3 separate regions of the Mus musculus genome follow, and regions 2 and 3 are each linked to region 1. The links are chromatin contacts, called in public Hi-C and promoter capture Hi-C maps. All regions are on one chromosome and are shown on one strand. Each heading gives the region's core, a stretch centred on a gene start, on an enhancer-like site or on the middle of the called end of the contact. The rest is flanking DNA. Distances are from core to core; before and after follow the strand shown. Region 1 holds the start of Tars (threonyl-tRNA synthetase). Region 2 has its middle 47 kb from the start of Gm19276. Region 3 has its middle 15 kb from the start of Sub1.

Region 1 (4,813 bases), core at 1,790-4,289:
CCAGAAGGCAGAAGCAGATCCAAGCAATGACAGAGGAACCAAGGAACCGGATTCTGTTTGGTTCTGGTTGTACTTGTAGGAACCCAAGAAGGAGTCTCTAGCCCTTACCCCCCCACTTAAGGAAGCAGAAAGTCAGCACCCGGTCTTGACAGCTCTGCAACAACTGTAGCCCTTTCTCTATACTTTTCATCTTTCACGTTTCTGCCTATGTCCACCGTGAGATCATTTTACCATTATCCACACGTCCCTTTGCACTGGCGGGTACCTGCAAGTCCTTTTTCCTTCTCAGGCTCCTTTAAAAAAAAAAAAAAAACCCTCCTTTCCCTGGGTTTTCCAAGGAGTGCTACTTTACTGCCTTCAGTGACCATAGAGCCCTTGCACAGGGGACAGCAGGCCTAACATCTGGGCTCGACCTGCAGCGTGCAGACAGCAGAAAGAATGCCTGCAAAGAATGCCTGTGTGTGCAGCGCACATGCGCTCCTTCTGTAGGGCGCATCTGAGACAGTCCCCTGTTCCTCGGAAGCCCCCCAGACCCAAGCCTCCGTGACGGAGCTCGTATTACCTCTGCTCGACCTCCATCTCCACCTCCATCTTTGCTCTTCTTCTTGCCTCCTTCTTTCCGCTTCTCCTCGCTGGCATCCACCTGAAGAAGCAAAAGAGAACTCTCGCACTTCAGCCTAACTTGACACCTTCTCCAGAACTGCAGCTAAGAAAGCTATCATCTTAAAACAATGAAATAAAATGGACAACCTCATTTTGAAAGATTGGAAACTCCATCACTAGTAAAGTCAAGTTACACAACTTACAATTAAAACAATCTCTAAGAAAGGAAGAAAAGGCCACTTATCAATGCGCACTTCCTCAAATTTCATTTATAACTGTCCCTGTAACTTTCCCTTCAATAAGCTTACCTGGACCTGTATGCAAAGCAATAAAAAAATGTAACATGTTCAATAAGAGTTATTTCGAGGAGGGACAGGGAGCACTATCTCCCTCCCTCCCTCCCTCCCTCCCCACCAGCTCTCTGCAGGGAGACTAAAGCACACATGTGGACTGAGTGATCACTTGTTTATCACTTCAGATCTCCTAGGCTGTTTTCCCTCTTCACACTGAATGTAATTATGTTCTTCACAACAATGCTGTGAAGATTATGTGTGAAAGGAAAAAGGCCTTGCAGCCTGTGGGGCTGAGGACGGCTCTCGATGACAAGCGAAGTCTGGGGTCAGATCTGTACCTCGCCCAGGAAGCTGCCAGAAGTTTAAGGTACCTGATTATTACAGAGGAAATGACATCACACTTCACATTTCAAGTAATTTTACTCACAAAGTCCCACTCTGAAGTGTTACATGCCCACTCAGGGGATGATTATCTTAAGAAGCTTCCAGCCTCAGACGAATCTCAAGAACCCAGTCGGCCTCAGAAGTAACAGGGTGGGTTTAGCAGGATTAAAAGACAGCAGGAGGGGCTGGAGAGATGGCTCAGCAGGTAAGAGCACTGACTGCTCTTCCAAAGGTCCTGAGTTCAAATCCCAGCAACCACATGGTGGCTCACAACCATACGTAATGAGATCTGACTCCCTCTTCTGGAGTGTCTGAAGACAGCTACAGTGCACTTACATATGATAAATAAATAAATCTAAATAAAAAAAATATTTAAAAAAAGACAGCAGGGAAGGAGGCAAAGGGGTAACCAAGTTATAAAACCATAAAACACCTTAAAAACATAAGGAAATAGGAACAAAATCTATCCATGTATACCTGTCATTCATCGCCTTAAATCTGTAGCTTAAAGCGCATACACAAGCATTTTAGTGATTTGCCCTATCAGGATGGAAACTCCTCTTGATGAAGACCCTAGCAACCGTCAGCAATGGTTACCTAGACAATCTGTCATATGGCCTCACCCCTTTCCAATGTTCCTTAAACCCCCATGCCATGTCACTTTTTGACAATACAATACATACATAGCACCTCCCTACAAAACTCCTGCACGTAGAGAATACTGATAGCCTCAATCGCTGCACTTCCCTCCCGTCTCTCCCTGTACAGCCGGGGCACAATTCATCCCCTGAACCTGGACAGCCCTGCCCTGCCTGATTTACCTGACCTCATTTTTCCAAACCCAATAAAACAGTCTGACTGTGCTTCTCTATAACTCAACCAAGCTAATCAGAGAAGTACGATTTTCCAGTCCTGCACATTTGGGGAGCCCCCAAAGTCAGGAATCGATCTTAACTTGTGTAGCCACCTGGACTGCCTGACTAAGTGCCAGGGCAAATAAATACACAGGGGACACAGGCACAGTTGGCTGTAAAAGAGGGGTGGGGCAGAAAACACGCCAGTGTACAAATGCTGTTCCTAACCAGTGGGTGACAGCCCAAAGCAAAGTTTAAAGGGGATGTGTGTGAAGTTATTTAGGTCGCTTCCAGCACCTGGCAGACAGAGGCTTTAATTTCAAAACAGTCTGTCAATGGGGGCATCCAGCCTTATTTAGCACCCAATCTTGGGCAAACTGGATCTGATCGCGGGGACTGGCTTTTCCTTCCTAACTAGAGCTTTTTGCTCCACGCAGTTTAGGATTTTAAAAAGTTCTTCAAATGTTCTTCCCGCTTATTTTAGTGAAAAAATACAAGCGCGGGAGTCTAAGCCCCAAATGCTTACTATCTGAGCAAACCACTCAGTCTCAATTCACAGATCTCTAGGATGAAGATGCCCCCCCACCCCCCAGACCCTGCCAGCAAGAGTTCCTAACTTATTACCCAGGGCCCCCAATACCGACTGCTCCCTGCTACTTTCCACTCCTGCCCCGCCGGGCAGTGCCGGCTCCCAGAACACATCCGCTCTCTGCACCCCACGGCGCCTGCTCACCGGCTTCTCGCCGTCCATCTTCCCCGAAGGGCTGCTAGCCTTCTCCTGCGACATGGAAGGACCACAGAGAGACAAAACCCGTGAGCTGCACCGCAGAGAAGACCCCAAGCCGGCGGTGTAGACCTACAATTCCGCACTGCGCGTGCGCCACGTGGCCACAGGCGGAACCAGCTAACCAGCTGATGCAACGGGACTCCTGGCCCCGCCCTACCTGGACACGAGGCCAATGGGCTACGCGGAGAGGCGGGTCCTCCCTTTCCTTGGCCAATAGAATAGCCGAGAATGACGAACCCTTCAAGAAATCCCATTAGTTCCAGACTGTGTAGTGAGGCGCGCAAGCGCACTCTTCCCCTTCTGACTGTAGCTTGCATGGCCTTAGCGGCCACCGTAGTGAACTTGAGCTGCTTGGACTGAGTTTCCCGGAATTGCTGGATATGGTCTCTGGCGCTCTGGTTTATCTCAGATGCGCTCTACCTGGAACGTTGGCTGATAATCTGAAGCGATGACTCAGCCTTCCTCATGAGAATAGGACCGATTTGCTGTTTGAGGGACAAGCGCCATTGATCAAAGCTTTCTCAGTGTCTCACGGAGTTTTCCCATAGACGGCACAGAGATAAAATTAACTTTTTACTTGAAGGAATAAACTCCACACAAAAGTCATTGATATCACGGGAGCTCGAGATTAGATTTTTACTACTTAAGCAAAATGCTTAGCAGAAAGTTCTAGTTGGCCTGCTTATCCTAATAGCAGCTGCCAGTTTTTGGGTTGTTCTGTGTTTTTTCTTTGCTTCACTGTGCAGCCAGGGATAGCCTCGAACTTGCAATTTAGATCTGGCTAATCTGGGAGCCTTCTGCAATAGCCACCCAAATTAGAGGATTACAGGCGTTTGCAACCATGTCCACCCAATGTCCACACCACCACCAACCTACACACACACACACACACCAGCCGAGTAGAATTGAGACAGGGTCTCACTGTATGTATAGCCCGGCTGTCCTGGAACTCGCTGAGATCCACTTGAATGTGACAAATGCCTCCTGGGTGACTCTTCAAGGAGCAGGTTCCCATTTCCAAGGAACATATTGTCCAGGGAAACAATACATTTCACAACGGCCTCAAAAAACATGAACTATCTTGGAGTAACTCAAACAAGACAAGTGAAAGATTGTACAAGAAAAACTTTAAGACAATGAAGAAAGAAATTGAGAAAATTTCAGAAAACATAAAAATCCCCCCATGTTCATAGATAAATACAGTAAAAATGGCCATTCTACCATTCTACCACAGGCAATCTACAAAGTCAAAGCAATTGCCACCAAACTTCCAACACAATTCTTTACAGAACGTAGAATGTTAAGTTTTAGATACACACACACACACACACACACACACACACACCACAAAATCACGATGGCTAAAACAATCCTGAAAAAAAATGTTGAAGGTATCACTATCACCAACCTTGTTGTGGGTATAAGAGACTCCCAGGAATCAAAGGGAGGGACCTTAGATGAAATGCCCGACAGTAGGGAGAGGGAACTTATAGAGTCCACCTCCAGCAGGAAGACAAGTGAGGGATGGGGTTGCCATCCCATAGTCACATCTCTGACCCATAATTGTTCCTGTCTGAAAGAATAATAGGGATGGAAATGGACAGGAGCCTGAGGAAAAGAAGGTCCAGTGACAGGCCCAAAATAGGATCCAGCTCTAGGAGAGGTCCCAAGGCCTGACACCATTATTGAGGCTATGGAGAGCTCACAAATAATGATTGCACTCTGAAAGACCCAACAAGCAGCTGAAAGAAGTCAGGTACAGATATTTGCGCCCAACCAATGGACGAAGCTTTCCAGTTTTATGAGATCACATTTATCAATTGTTGATCTTAGAGCATGAGCCATTGGAATTCTGTTTAGCAAATTTCCCCCTGTGCCGATGAGTTCAAGGC
Region 2 (4,722 bases), core at 1,776-4,275, 520 kb before region 1:
GTGTGCTCCTCTTTAATTTGACTTACGATACGGCACTGGGATGGACATGGGTGTGTGTTTTCTTCCAAGCTTATTTTTCCTAAGGTTCTGTGTTATAAACCAATCTACCATATTCAAAGCATGATTGCTGAACCTAAATCACCGTTATTATTTGCCGTTCAGCAATCTCAAATTTAAATTCAACGGAACTGACATTCCCTGAGCAGGGTGAGAGATAAAAGAGATGAGTAAGACCGGACTTCCTCCTTCCTAGAAGCTGCTGGGCTTCTCTGGGGCACAGGGGCAGAGCCAAAAACCCTCTCCTTGGCGCTGAGCTGCAGGACTGTGCCTGTGGGACATACAGAAAAGGAAAATCACAATCAACTGAGCCTTGGTGACTTTCCATCTTCAGGAACCTTAGAAGGGTGTAGCTCATGGTGTCCAGCAAGCCTGTGACTGCTCATGCTAACACACTTTTATGTTTTGTAAATAATATTGTATTTAGTCTGGATGTGTGAAAACAGGGAGCTCCCAGTGACTGTCGTTTGTTCTGTTTCTATAAAAATATTTCATTTTTAATTTCTGTTACTTTATGCATGTGATTTGTCTTTTATTAATCACTCATCTTTTTTCTCCTTCTTATTGGTTAGATTAAAATATTTCCTTCTTATTGACACACACGGATATCAGATCCTGTTGTTTTATACTAGAACAAGTATTGCCTCAGAATTCTTAACCTTTAGTTTTGATTTTTGTGTATAGAAAGTTTACCTTTTATATAGTTATAGGATGTGGCCTGCATGAGTTTTCCCAATGTTAGTTTACAGCCAGCTATTTACAAAGAGTTTACTTTTGTGTGTGTCTCAATTTTTGTAATATGTGCCTTTAATCTACTTCTAATTTATTAATATGTTATGTCCTTTGAGTGGTTTTGAAAGCAGAGGATAATAGAAACTCAGGAGGTAAAAATCAATGGAAGTTGAAAATGTCTGACAAAGTCTTAATGAACTACAAGGAGGAGTTAACACTACACTTGTGAGACCAGGTTTTCATAGCATGAACTTATGTCAGAAGCTCTGGGAAAAGGTGTATATACACACATACACACATATACACACATACATACATATATATGTATATATATATCAATGAAAATAAAAATAATAATGATGAAAATAAAAAACAGTAGCCTAGAACATGTATTGAGAGCCATGTTTTATGGCACTCATCAGTAAGCAACATTTTTTTCAAGATTTTATGTGTGTGTGTGTGTGTGTGTGTGTGTGCGCGCGCGCGCACACACGCGCACACGCGCACGTACATTATCTGCATGTATACCTACATGCCAGAAGAGGGCATCAGATCCCACTGTTGATGGTTGTGAGCCACCACGTGGTTGCTGGGAATTGAACTCAGGACTCCTGGAAGAGCAGCCACTGCTCTTAACCTGAACCATTTCTCCAGCCCCCAGTAAGCCTCATTTACACCTGTCTCCTAAATTGAGGAATAATGAACCTAGGGCTTGCAAGAGCAAAACAAATTATCTATGTTCAAGCAGCAGAAAAGTTGTCCTTGACCCGGAGAATCCCTGCTGTAATCTCTGTGGCACATAGTGTGCCATCTGATGAAGAGGAAGTCTATGACCGAAGTAGACACAACTTATGCTCAGGAGCTAGAAAAGTTGCCAGGAGAGATGTTCTCTGAGCAGTTGGTAGCACTCAGAGATGGTGGTGGTAGTGTTGGTGAGGTCTCAATAACATGGCTGAAGTTATATGGAATAATTTACTCACTGTCTTAAGACACACAATAAAATACTATAGACTAGGTGGCTCACAAATGATAGAAGCCTATTCTTCACAGCCTTGGAGGCTGTCAAGTCTAAGACCAAGTTTCTTGGAGTTTCAGTGTCTGGGGATGGTCCAGGTCAGCCATCTTTTTACTGAAACTTCACAAGCAGAAGGGGAATGAGATTTCTCTTTGGACTCTTTTTTTTTTCCCCCTGTGGACACTAATGCTATTCTAGGTCTTTGCTCCCATAATTTAATCATATCCTAAGAGTGGTCAAGTTTAGACAAGTGACTTTGGGAGGGACATGAACATTTATTTGTTTGCACTCACATTTCTTACTGTTGGTGTTATCTGTTTGCTGCCTGGCACTCAAGCGGCTATGAAGTGGCATCCTTTTTCATGCCTGCTGTGGTAGTATTAGACAGGCCCACAAATACTCTGACAATCTTACCTTTGATCTGCAGAGCTTAATTATCTTCAGGTCAATTATCTTTTAAATGTGGGTGGTAATAATGGTGACTCATTTCTAAATAATCAAATAAGACAGAGTTCTGGTATTTGATTCCCAACTTTAGGATATGAAGACATTGTGGTGGGGTTTGATCTATTTCTATGGGTTCAAATGCTAAATTCTGCATCCCAAGATCTGGTTGCTCCAAGACGAGCAGATTCTCACATACATCAGCCTTTGTTGTGTAAACCTTACCACCCAGTTATTCCTGATTGGTTAATAAAGTTGCTGACAGCCACTTGATAGCTGGGCAGAAGAGATGCAGGCAGGCTTTGGTTTCCAGGCTTGGGATCACTGGTAGGGACAACCAGGAGAGATCGAGGAAAGGAGGAGGAGGAGGAGGAGGGGGAAAGAAGTCACCATGGGGTAATATGGACACAGCATGTGGCTGTGAGACCTGGCCTGACGAAGCAGGAGCAACATCAACGAATATGGCAAGTAATATACTGGGGCTCAAGGCATGAGAACAGAGAAAATACATAAGAGGGCTGATGCCTGCTAGCGCCAGTGCTCTGAAGCTTATTATAATTCTAAGGGTCTCTGTGCCTTTTCTTTGGGTAATAGCTGGTTAAAAAGTAACTGCCACCATATTAATTTTCCCAGTATTAGTTATTAACCTCGGAATATTTAAATCACTACATTGTGGTTTCCTCTTTCTGTTTCTGTTAAGTCACTTACTGTGGGGGGAAAACCAGCCTCCATGACCCTTAATAGCACTACTGAGAAAGTCACATGGCATGGAACAAGCCGAGCCGGAAAGGAACTGAAGACTTCTGCCAGCAGCATGTGAGCAGAGTTAACTGCTCGGAGGTGGGTCCTCTAGCCTGTCAGTCCTCAGTGAGGCCAGTCCTATCCGATATCTTTATAAACCTCAAGAGGGATCCTGAAATTAGCTGTGCCAGTTCCAAATTACAAGCCCACAGACAGCCATGAACAATAAACACTGGTTGATTTAGGGTAATCTGTGAATGAAGAAGAGACAACCAATGTGTCTAGACTCAGGGATCATAAAACATCATTTGCTGTATTCTATTTAAGTGAGTTTTTAGAGCCAGCCAGTCTCAAGAGAAGATACTGATGTAAAAACTGGAGAAAAGAAATGGAGTCATGGCTTAAACTGTCCTAAAAATGGGCAAGTTGGAAGATGGTCAGAAAATATGAAATAAGCAAGTCCTTTGTAGTAGGTGTAGTTGCTATAGTAAAACAATCATCTATGCGATTTCCTGTGAAATTTCTATTATTCTATTGGACCATGGAGTCAATGAGAGCAGGATTTTCATATCTGTTTTGTGTTCATCCACTCTTCCCAAGAGACTTGTACAGTATATAAGGTATGTGATATGCTCACAAAATACCTTACGAACAAACACATATGACTGGTCAGGACAGAGGGAACATATATCTGATCCTGTAAGTTTTCTTTTCTTTTCTTTTCTTTCCTTTTTTTTTTTTTTTTTTTTTTGGTTTTTCAAGACAGGGTTTCTCTGTGTAGCCCTGGCTGTCCTGGAACTCACTCTGTAGACCAGGCTGGACTCTGCCAGAAACTCAGAAATCTGCCTGCCTCTGTCTCCCAAGTGCCGGGATTAAAGGCGTGCGCCACCACTGCCCAGCTCCTGCAAGTTTGCTGTTTTGCTTTGTTATGTACACACCAGCTTTCTGAATGATGCATAAAAATATACCATTCAAGCTTTACATTTGTGTAAAGTTGTCTGCTATTTACTGCATTGTGACCCTTAGCTACTGAACCATCTCTCCAGCTTTTAGTTATTTATATTATTTATGTGTATGGGTGTTTTGCCTGCATGTATGTCTATGTGCCGCATATGTGCAGTGCCCAAAAAGGCTTGAAGCGGCATCAGATCCCTTGGAGCTGGAGTCCCTGCTGGTTGGGAGCTGCCCTGTAAAACTGAACCCAGGTCCTCTGGAAGAGCAGTCAGGGCTCTTATCTGATGAGCATTGTCATCCTTTTAAGATTGCTCAAGTTTGTTTTCTGTTGCTGTGGTAAACTCTGTGACTCAAAGCAACTTGGTGAGGACAGGGGTTTATCTCAGTTTGCAGTTTGAGTCCATTGTCAAAGGAAGCCAAGACAGGAATTCAAGGCAGGAGCTTAAAGCAGAAACCACAGAGGAAGGCTACTTACTGGCTTACTTGCTTCCTCACTGGGCTGCTCAACTCCCTTTCTTACAGAGCCCAGGTGTCCCTGCTCAGGAGTAGAACTGTCCACACGGCACCTGCCCACATTAATTAACAATCAAGAAAATGTCCCCAGACATGCTCACAGACCAATGGGATGGAGGCACTTTCTCAGTTGGACCCCTGCATCCAGTTGTGTCAGGTTGACAGTGGAAGCTACCCATCCATCTCATGTACAGGGTCTCCTGAAGAACACAATGTGAAGTGATTTCTTAAAAAAGGATTGCATGAGCGAAGATCTTAAATTTTAA
Region 3 (4,196 bases), core at 1,113-3,612, 610 kb after region 1:
TCTTCAAGATACTGCTACCTGCTGGGAGGCCGCTGAGCCTATTCCAGAGACTACACCCTATCCTGCATGTCATCACCTGCACCTGGGCTCCAAGAATGAATTAGCGGGAATGGGCCTCCCCTCCCCCCTTTATAAGCACAGTTGCCATTAAACATTTGAGCCTTGATCAGAACATTGTCTTGGCTCCATTTCTCTCTCATCCGCCTAGTTTCCCTTTCTTTCAGCGCCAGCCTGCCACACAGGTGTACCCCGTCCATGTGAGCCGCTGGATGGCCGCAACAAACTACCACATGATCCACCTATACAACTCTTGGGATGTATCCAAGGACTCCATAGTCTTACCGGACAGATACTTGCACATTTGTGCCTCTTTCTACTCTACCTGAAGTAGCAAGAAGACGGACCCAGTCTTGGTGCTCACCAGCTGATGGACAGAGGATGGAAATGTGGTACAGATACATCATGGAATTTTCCTTGGTTACAAAGAAAATGCAAATTACAGGGAAATGGGTAGACTTAGAAAGTATAACACAAAACAAGAAAGAAAAGTTAAACTACTTTGAGACATCACTTCCTTCCAATCAGAATGGCCATTATCACAAAATCTGACCACGCATACCGGTAAGGACGTGGAGAAAGAGGAACCACATTCCTCTATTATATTAAATTACTCAAATTCAAAAACCACATGCTCTCTCTCATATGTAGTATCTAGCCTTTAGTGTGGTGTGGTGTGGTGTCTGTGTATATGTGTGTTTGTGTGTGTAGATTAGGGTAAAATCTAAAGCTAGAAAGGAGAGCAAGAGAGTAAGATTAGGTTATGAAACAAGACCGGGTGGGCAGGGGGTGGGGGGTGGACACATGGGACATAGGAGAAGGGGCTGGAAGGGGGAGGGAGTAGCAGGGAGATAGGGGAAGGTAGGGGTAAGGAGAATCTAGTAAGACACAATTTGATTGAAAATGCCATAATGATATATAGTATTCTGTATGCTAATTTAAGAATTTTAAAATTATTTAAAAATCAGAAGATTGGGCTGGGTATGTGTGCCTGCCCTTAGTCCCAGCACTAGATGGATAGGGACAGAACCGGGCAGGACTCTATAAACTAGGGTCTGTATATGAAATTCCTGGTGAGACTGGGACTCAATAAACAGTAAATAGTTCATTCATTCATTCATTCTTTCATTCAACCAGGGCCAGTGAGATAGCTCAGTGTTAAAAGCTCTTGCCACAATGGCTGACAACCTGAGTTCAATGCAAGGAACCAACAGGAAGGCAGGGGAGAGCCAGGGGAGAGACCTCTCGGTGTACTCCACAGTTTTGAAGATAGGAGGGGGTGGAGAGATTGTTCAGTATTTACTCCCTGCTTTTCCAAAGTCTCTGAGTTCAGTTCCCAGCTCCTGTCTCGTGCACATCACACTAAGCAGCTGTAATTCCAATCCAGGAGATCTGATCCGGTCCCCCAGCCTCCACGGGCATCTACACTCAAGCATCCACACATACGCATACACGTACAAAAAAAAAAAAAAAAAAAAAAAAAAAAGCCGGGCGTGGTGGCGCACGTCTTTAATCCCAGCGCTCGGGAGGCAGAGGCAGGCAAATCAGCCAGAGCTATTATACAGAGAAACCCTGTCTCGAAAAACAACAACAAACAAACAAACCCTAAGAAACACTAAAAGATGTGAAATTGGAAGGAAAAGAAAACAGAATGTAGAGGAAGAGGGTTGTTAAGGAAACGTAAGGGAAGGTTCATAATGAAAATATAAGAATCCCCTCGGGGTGGGGGTGGGGGTGTTGCTTTCAATAGGTAAAAATGCATTTCCTCCTTCAGCTGTGACTCAGCCGCCAGGCACCATCCGGGATGGCACACCCTGTGCAGGTGTGAAGAGCAGGCACTCTTAGCTCAGAAGGAGAAGTAGACCGTTTTCGCTTTGACTCACCCTTGTTTGTGTGTGACCAAAATAACGCTATCTACGAAAAGTTTCTGGAATCAAAAGGTTAATAATACCCGGTAGCTTTCGAGGCAGTCCCCTGACCATTGGTGCAGTTTCTGCTCATTCGGACCCATTAGCAGCCACCACTGGGAGCAGGGAGGAAGAGATGCGGCGGCGTGAGGATGAGGAGGGCACAGCTACACTTCCCTTCCCCATCTTCAGATTCTCTTACACGGCAAACCGCAGGCGCAGGACATTCCTGTGCTGGCCCGCTGGCACCGCGAGCCCACGAAGGGGTGGATGCACAGTCATTATCAGCGGCTGCGTTGCTGTCCTTGTCCTTTTTGTTACCGAGTAGTAGGTGAGCACTGTATGTGTTGGCAGCATCTCAGTTGTTGCTGAATAAACAGGGACTTTTATTCTTTAACCCAGCAAGATCAAGTCAGTAGCTACTGAGGTTGACTGACTCAGAAAGGTGCCATACCAGCCGCTTGGAAACGAAAGCAAAGTGACTGCTAGCGGGTGTGAAGTTTCTTTCCCCGGAAATAAAAACTGGGCCAGATCTGTGATCAGAGCATGCTAAAGCCTTCCAAATCATATACAGTTTAAGAGGTTGAACTTAACGCTATATGAGTTATAGTCCTATCTTTTGACAAGAAAATGATTAAAAAGTAGTTAGTGTGTGCCAGGAATCTGTACTAGGTACTGGATTAATAATAATAATAATAAAAATAATAATAATAATATTTAAAGCTCATCCTTTTGAGTCACTTACTATGTGTCAGACTTGGTCCTGAGATATTCTTTGTAGATATTCTCTGACTTTCTTAAGAGAGCCTTAGGACCTTGTTTAAGACAAGGGACAGATTCACAAAGCCCCTTGCTCAAAATCACACACGTAAAACTAGATCAAATCAAATGAATCTGCATTTTTTAGGCGGTTTTGTGTTCAAATAACCATCAGTTAGTTGGTTGGTTAGTTGGTTGATTTTGTGTTTAAATGTTATTAGGTTGGTTGGTTGACTGACTGGTTGGTTGGTTTGACATTGGAAACTGAACCTGAAACCTCTCACAAGTTAGACAAGTTTTATCATTGAGATAAATATGTGGCCCTCCTCACATTGTTTGTTTGTTTGTTCGTTTGTTTGTTTGTTTGTATTGAGACAGGATCTACTAGGGCGCAGACTAGACTTGAACTCTCCCTGTAGCTCAGGTAAACCTCAAGTTTGCGATCCTCTGGCCTCAGCTCCTTGAGTAACTGAGATCACAGGTATGACCCACCACCATGATACTTTTGGTTTCTTGAAACAGAGTCTTAGTATGAAGCCCAAGCCATCCTCAAACTTGTGGTCCACTTGCCTCCACCTCCCAAGTGCTGTGATGACAGGCGTTTACCATCATGCTTACCTTAAACATCATCCCCTTCTTACGGTCCAACTTAACTGGAAATGTGGGTCCGTTTTCTCCGTTGCACGGGTCAGACTGTAGTATCAAGACTATGCTGCACAGAACCACAAGAACATAAGAGCCCACATCTATGAATGACAACACACTCCAGAAAGCAAGTCACAGCAACAAGAGGCAAGCTTCTTTGTAGAGCCACAAAGAACTTGGGTTATGTCTGATGGAATGCCTGACTAACAGACCAGAGCTGTCGAACTCCAATGTACTCACTCACTCTTACCTGCTGGTCATTCAAATCTAAAGATGGCCAAATACACAATGCACCAGCAAACTGGAATTAAAAAATTGAAATGAGTAACCTCCTTACATTATGATGGAGCATAGAGTTTACCTAACAGAGAACACAAAACAGTGGCTGGGCCAAGTAAATGGCTAGCTCTTACACAGCAAGAAGCTTGGAGGCCAGCAGTCCAGGCATGAAGGACTGACTACCTCTGTGATTCTATTAGAGACCAGGCTATAGCTACCTTCCTACTCCATGTGCTATTCTGGGAGGATAACAATAATACTGTATGCCAGTCATATCCACTCCCATTTACTAACTGATTGGTGAATTTTGAGACAGCCCTATGTAGCCCAACCTGGCCTCGAGGTAGGGTTTTGTAAACAAGAGCAACTTGGGGAGGAAAGAGCTTATTTCAGCTTCTGTGTCCTAACCACAGTGCAGCATGATGGGAAGTTAGAACGGGAACCTGGAGGCAGTAACTGAAGCAGAGGCCGTTAAGGACTACTGCTTACCAGTTTGCTTCTCAGGGCTTGTTCAGCCTGCTTTCTTATGACGCATGGATCCACCGGCCT

What was found. Promoter capture Hi-C pulls out the DNA fragments that hold promoters and counts their contacts. Hi-C and Micro-C count contacts between places; a contact is called where the count stands out from the background.
Region 2: a contact with region 1 is called in a promoter capture Hi-C map of liver, with 2.9 times the contacts expected there. The contact joins the enhancer-like site here to the promoter of Tars in region 1. A contact is called at or near these places in 7 of 39 promoter capture datasets (the 3T3-L1 cell line, the HPC-7 cell line, embryonic stem cells and 3 more), 1 of 15 datasets of contacts at CTCF or cohesin (the NIH/3T3 cell line), 1 of 484 Hi-C or Micro-C datasets (myeloid progenitors), 8 of 115 datasets of contacts at active chromatin or transcription factors (astrocytes, embryonic limb bud, embryonic stem cells and 2 more) and 3 of 9 other capture datasets (embryonic stem cells, liver and macrophages).
Region 3: a contact with region 1 is called in a Hi-C map of B cells, with 19 read pairs. The contact joins the enhancer-like site here to the promoter of Tars in region 1. A contact is called at or near these places in 7 of 39 promoter capture datasets (the C10 cell line, the HPC-7 cell line, embryonic stem cells and 3 more), 1 of 15 datasets of contacts at CTCF or cohesin (large pre-B cells), 1 of 484 Hi-C or Micro-C datasets (B cells), 8 of 115 datasets of contacts at active chromatin or transcription factors (the 230-238 cell line, acute myeloid leukemia, astrocytes and 5 more) and 3 of 9 other capture datasets (adipose tissue, embryonic stem cells and liver).

Annotation. Positions count from the first base shown.
Region 1 is chr15:11,396,619-11,401,431 of GRCm38.p6, forward strand. It overlaps Tars (threonyl-tRNA synthetase), which reads right to left and starts at 3,040. Exons shown (of 19, transcript NM_033074.3): 1 at 2,868-3,040; 2 at 563-643. The coding sequence starts at 2,921.
Region 2 is chr15:10,873,511-10,878,232 of GRCm38.p6, forward strand. No RefSeq gene overlaps it. Among named protein-coding and RNA genes, the nearest start is that of Gm19276, 47 kb to the left of the region's middle. Within about 2 kb of position 3,026, at least 39 of the 459 cell types and tissues checked have an H3K27ac peak or open chromatin away from gene starts, as enhancers often do. A contact at or near this core is called in the HPC-7 cell line, liver and macrophages, where this site is marked.
Region 3 is chr15:12,008,554-12,012,749 of GRCm38.p6, forward strand. No RefSeq gene overlaps it. Among named protein-coding and RNA genes, the nearest start is that of Sub1, 15 kb to the left of the region's middle. Within about 2 kb of position 2,363, at least 145 of the 459 cell types and tissues checked have an H3K27ac peak or open chromatin away from gene starts, as enhancers often do. A contact at or near this core is called in the 230-238 cell line, B cells, adipose tissue and 4 more, where this site is marked.